Regions from separate parts of the Pan troglodytes genome. Here region 2 is linked to region 1. Evidence: chromatin contacts called from public Hi-C data. All regions are on one chromosome and are shown on one strand. Each heading gives the region's core, a stretch centred on a gene start, on an enhancer-like site or on the middle of the called end of the contact. The rest is flanking DNA. Distances are from core to core; before and after follow the strand shown.

What was found. Hi-C and Micro-C count contacts between places; a contact is called where the count stands out from the background.
Region 2: a Hi-C map of stem cell-derived neural progenitor cells shows a contact between it and region 1, with 4 times the contacts expected there. The contact joins the promoter of EIF4E here to the enhancer-like site in region 1. A contact is called at or near these places in 1 of 7 Hi-C or Micro-C datasets (stem cell-derived neural progenitor cells) and 1 of 1 datasets of contacts at active chromatin or transcription factors (stem cell-derived excitatory neurons).

What each region holds. Positions count from the first base shown.
Region 1 is chr3:99,903,949-99,906,648 of NHGRI_mPanTro3-v2.0_pri, forward strand. No RefSeq gene overlaps it. Among named protein-coding and RNA genes, the nearest start is that of TSPAN5, 180 kb to the right of the region's middle. Within about 2 kb of position 1,268, at least 8 of the 24 cell types and tissues checked have an H3K27ac peak or open chromatin away from gene starts, as enhancers often do. A contact at or near this core is called in stem cell-derived neural progenitor cells, where this site is marked.
Region 2 is chr3:100,362,625-100,365,324 of NHGRI_mPanTro3-v2.0_pri, forward strand. EIF4E (eukaryotic translation initiation factor 4E) reads right to left here and starts at 1,424. Exons shown (of 7, transcript NM_001246470.1): 1 at 471-1,424. The coding sequence starts at 488. It overlaps LOC104006140 (a long non-coding RNA gene), which reads left to right and starts at 756. Exons shown (of 7, transcript XR_008547570.2): 1 at 756-836.

The DNA of each region.
Region 1 (2,700 bases), core at 18-2,517:
CCTCCCACCTCAGCCTCCAACATAGCTGGAATTATAGGCTTGTGTCACCATGTCCACCAATTAGAAAAATTTTTTGTAGGGAGACGGTCTCACTATGTTGCCCAGGCTAGTCTCAAACTCCTGGGCTCAAGCCATCCTCAGGGTGAGTCTATAAAGTGAAAGCAAATTTATTAACAAAAAAAAAGGAATAAAAGAATGGCTACTCCATAGACAGAGGAGTTCTCAGGGTTGCCAATTGCCCATTTTTATGGTCATTTTTTGATGATGTGCTAAACGAGGGGTGGATTAGTCATGTCTCCCTTTTCTAGACCATGTAGGGTAACTTCCTGACATTGCCATGGCATTTGTAAACTGTCATGGCGTTGGTGGGAGTGTAGCAGTGAGGACGACCAGAGGTCACTCTCATCGCCATCTTGGTTTTTGTGGGCTTCTTTACTGCAACCTGTTTTATCAGCAAGGTGTCTATGACCTGTGTCTTGTGCCAACCTTCTATCTTGTCCTGTGACTTAGAATGCCTAGCCATCTGGGAATATAGCCCAGTAGGTTTCAGCCTCATTTTACCCAGGTCCTATTCACAATGGAGTTGTTCTGGTTCAAACGCTTCTGACAAGACCAAAGCAAAATCCAGGTGATTCACACTGGTGGTATGTATGCATATATGTGTGTATTTCTAAGTACAGTGTGTAGAAGTAACACACTGGTGGTTTTAGAAGAAATATAAAGATGTTCTATTCCTTGTTTCTGGAGAGTTGCTCATTTTGAAGAGGAATTGAAGTGCAAACCAGGGTCCTGGGGCCTTTTGTCACAAAAACCTCTGAAGTTCCAATGGAGGGTGGTGTTCCCTGGGAGGGAGGGTGCAGAGCATTGTCCTCCCAGCCCCATTGAGGACACCTTTAGGACAGTGCCTCTGCCTGGAAGATGAGCAGCTTTAGGCAGTCACCATCGTCGTCTAGAAACCACATTTGAAAACTGGTGGGAGGACAAGGCCCAGCTCCATCCTGCCGTGATAAACTCCCAGCAGCAAGATCCTAAGCAGGATAGATGGTGATGGGAGCAAAACGTCCTGTTCTCTTATCTTTCCAAAACAAGCCTTGCCATTTTCAGGAGCGTGTAAAGGAAATAAAACACCTACCTGCCCTAAGCAGGCAACATAAGCTGTGTACCTTCAAGTTTCTCCAAAGCACAAGCGCCTCTGAACATACAGTGTTTTTATCCCTGAACTATTCCAACTCCAGACCGGAGTGGTTTTACGCGGTCGACACTAGAGGGCAGGCCATTAAAACGTTCCCGTTCAAACGAGTTGCTCTGCAAATGCAAGAGCTGACACCGCACCTGAAGGTCCGCTCCGTATCCGAAAAGTAGCTTTCCCCCACGGAGAATGCAAGCGTGCGTTCGGTATGGGGCAAGAGCGTGGGAAGCCTGCTACTGCTTTCCTTTCGGGGCATATTTACAGTGAAAGCCCGTGAACTCGCCTGCTCTTCCCTTAGATTTACTTTACTTGGGAATTCCTAGAAGTGGAAAAATAAATCACAATGGCCAGTGCGGGTCCCCAGAGGTTTAGCCCCGGCTAATGGATAACAGGAAGGGACTAAATCAGCCTCCTCTCACCAGTGGCAAGTTTACAAGAGAACCACTCAGCATGAAAACGCCAAAGCAAGCTGTACTTAATCCCTCAAGAAGTTCTAAAAACTGTAATTTTATTAAGTTAGAAACAGGGTCTTCCTCCGCCAACCAGGATGGAGTGCAGTGGTGCGATCATACTTCACTCCTGGGCTCAAGCTGTCCTCCTGCCCCAGCCTCCAGAGTCGCTGGGAGTACAGGTGCATGACGCCAGGTCTAGCTAATTAAAAAAAATTTTTTTTTCATTTTTTTAAGACACAGGGTCTTGCTATGTTGCCCAGGCTAATCTTGAATTCCTGTCCTCAAGCAATCATCCTGCTTTGGCCTCCCAAAGTGCTGGGATTACAGGTGTGAGCCACCTTGTCTGGCCTAAAACTGTAATTTTATAAACTCTTTGTGGCAAACACCTCCAAACAAAAAGGCTCGGGTGAGTCTAAGGATGGCTTTGCTCCAAGTTCAGAGTTTGGCTTCTCTGCCGTGCTCCCTGCCCCCACCCACCCCCCCACCCCCATCTGACTGCCTTGTCTGTTATCATGTGTAGATTTTCTATGGATTTTATTGTGTCATCATGATAAAGCCAATGTTAATGTATTTTTCAGGCAAATGCTGCATTTTCCTCCTCACTCAAAGACTAGGCTTCTCACTCTGGAATTGGGCAGCACCTAGAAGCAGCCCCATGGCCTCACTGGAGAGAGCTCTGGCCATGAAACCCTGCTGGCCAGCGTTTATAGAGGGCTTCCCAGTTCTTCATTGGAGGTCTAAACAGGATTTCCCTAGAGAAGGAGGGCTTCGTGGAATAAATGACAAAGGGAGTTGGGGTGGCCTGCCAGGTCACTGGGCTCCAGCTCCTCATTGTTCAGCCCACAGGCTTCCCAGGGCGCCTGTCCAAGCCAGCCGGAAACAGGCGAAACTGCAAAATCACTCCATTCCTGCCCACACAAACACGGGGAAATGAATGATCACTTTGCACAAGAAACCTCCAAGAGACACTTTAAGGATCCCCTTGAGGAAAGGACAACTGGGACCTGTGGCAGGAAGAAGGCTGAAAGAAAAGTCCAGGTTTATTACTCCCTGGGAGAA
Region 2 (2,700 bases), core at 174-2,673, 460 kb after region 1:
GAGCCCCGGAGCTGGGGTTCTGCAGGGAGGGAAAGGCTGCTCCAGGGCTCCCTCCTCCATCTCACTCCAGGCCGGCTCGCCGCCCACCCTGCCTGCGGATCCCAGTACTCGCTGGGAGCCGGCCCCGCGCCTTCCTATCATGAAGACACCATCCCCGCATACCCAGCCCAGAACCCCAGCTACCCTCCACCCTGTAGACACCTCGCGGTTCCGCAGGAGGCGCCACGCCGCCCCTCCCCCACACCGCTCCCCCAGTTCTCGGGCCCCCACCAGAAAGTGTGCGCTACACGCCGCCTCGGCCAGCCTCCGGGACGTCCCCACTTGTCCGCGGGAGGTCAGGTCCAACATGAGGGGGAGGGGGCGGCAAGGGGTACAGTGCGCGCCGGGAACGCCGTCCCGCGGAGTCCCCCAGTCAGAAGGAAGACAGAGCGCGGGGACCCGTGGGGGTGGGGGCCAAAGGCAATACTCACCGGTTCGACAGTCGCCATCTTAGATCGATCTGATCGCACAACCGCTCCAGAAGGGGGGGTAAGAGGAAAAAAATGAGATTCAAACCGGATTGGCCAGCTTCTGGCCACGTGACGGATATGTCCGTTTGGCCCTGGCGGCGCCTGCGCAAGACTGCGGCTGCGTGAGTAACGAGAGGCTTCTGGGAAGTGGAGTCTCTCCCCCACCTTTTTTTTTTTTAAGGTAAAGAAATTTTTTTTAAAAAGGACTGGTCACGTGGCCGATGGGTAGGGTGCGCGGTTCTCAACGCGGCGGACACTCGCTTGCTGGAGGGTGGTTTCAGTCCTCTGCTCTTCCGCCTGGATAGCTGCGGTCACACTTACTGCCAGGCAAGCCTACTCTGCCCTTTGTCGCCCTGTCCTCCCATCTTCCCCGGAAGGTTGGGAACTGCAGGCTCAGCACACACAATAAGGCTTCATTTGCTTAGTTGAGGTCCCAGGACAAGTTGCCTGTGTGTTTATTTAGTTTTCTTTTGATCTCCCACCATTTTCTCTTAGTTTCAAAAAGAGGCGGCGATGCAGAGTCGTTTAGGCAATCAGCCCTCCCACGTCCCCTGGCTCAGCTAATGCTGGTGGTCATTCGTTGCCATTTCTGCGAAAGGGGACGGACGGAACCGCCCGCAGTACTCGCTTGCCACCGGCTGGACGAGGGGGAGGGACGACAGCTTTTACTGTCCCAAATCCTGAGATTAAGACCTCAGGGCTAAATCTTGCGTGGCGGTAAAAATTATTTGGAAGTTCTGTGCAACCGTTCCAATATTCCGCTTTTACGTGCACGGAAATAGCCTAAGTCCAGATGCCAGCCAGGGAAGCCACTCCGGGCCCCGCTGACTAAGCCCTGGACTGATGGTCTGGAGTCTTTAGGCCGGGTCAACTATGACTCTTGACGTTGACTCATTCTCCTTAGGCGAGTGACTTAATCGCTCGGCGTCTCAGCTTTTTTATTTATGAACCAAAGGTGATGATACACTTACCTCACAAGGGTGTGCTTTGTAATGACTGTAACCGGCTTTGAAAATGCATCGGACTCTAGAAATGATTCATAATAAGCAGCTGCGTGCCTTCCTAAAGATCAAGTGCTTCTGCTTTTTTTTTTTTTAGCAAAGTTTAAATTTTTTTCTGTTTACTTTGTTTGATTATGATGTACACCAGTGTAGTTTTAAATGTTCAAGACCTTTTTTTTTCCTTTACAACTGCAGCTGCCCTCAATAGAGGCTTTAACGTTCATGAAATTATTGTTATGCTCACAACAATCACTGGCAATCAGAAATTTGTCCCCACACTGGCATCCTACATTTCCTTTCCCTCTAAGATACTGTGCTATCATTTCTCAAGACCATGTTTTTTGCACAGTTTGGCTACTAATAACAACAAATAGAGATGAAGAAATCTAGTAGACTCCTAAGGTTCTAATGAAGAAGACACTGTCTCATTACTATTTCCCATGCTTTTAAATAATGTTGACACCAGGAAAAGGAGTGTATGCAGGCTGCCTGTGCCTGTCTGCTTATAGTGTTAATGAGGTCCAGAGCTGTGTCATACCTATTATTGAGTACATAATGGATGCTTGAGTTGACTAACACATAATTGAGGCTGTATGAGAACTCAAAGCCATTGCCTGTTCATATGTTTTGGTTTACCTGAATATCAGAAGTGATTAATGAAAGCTTTTGTCTAGTGGGCTTAGCTCTACTAGGTTTTAAAGTAGATAGAATTAACAAGCCAGGCGCAGTGGCCCACGCCTGTAATCCCAGCCCTTTGGGAGGCCAAGGTGGGCGGATCACCTGAGGTCAGGAGTTCGAGACCAGCCTGACCAACATGGTGAAACCCTGTCTCTACTAAAAATACAAAAATTAGCCAGGCATAGTGGCACCTGCCTGTAGTCTCAGCTACTCAGGAGGCTGAGGCAGGAGAATCACTTGAACCTGGGAGGTGGAGGTTGCAGTGAGCCAAGATCCCGCCACTGCACTCCAGTCTGGGCGACACAGCGAGACTCCATTTCCAAAAAAAAAACATAATGATAATAAACGGATAAGTGGATTTCTACTTACAGAGACTATCTACTGTTACTTAGACTATCCAAAATAATTCTGTTGACCGCGTTGTTATTTTCTGCTGGTTAGAAGTGGTGTCAGGTTACCTTCTTTGAAGAGAAAAAGACAGCATAGATGTCCTATTTTCCCCTTCCCCACCC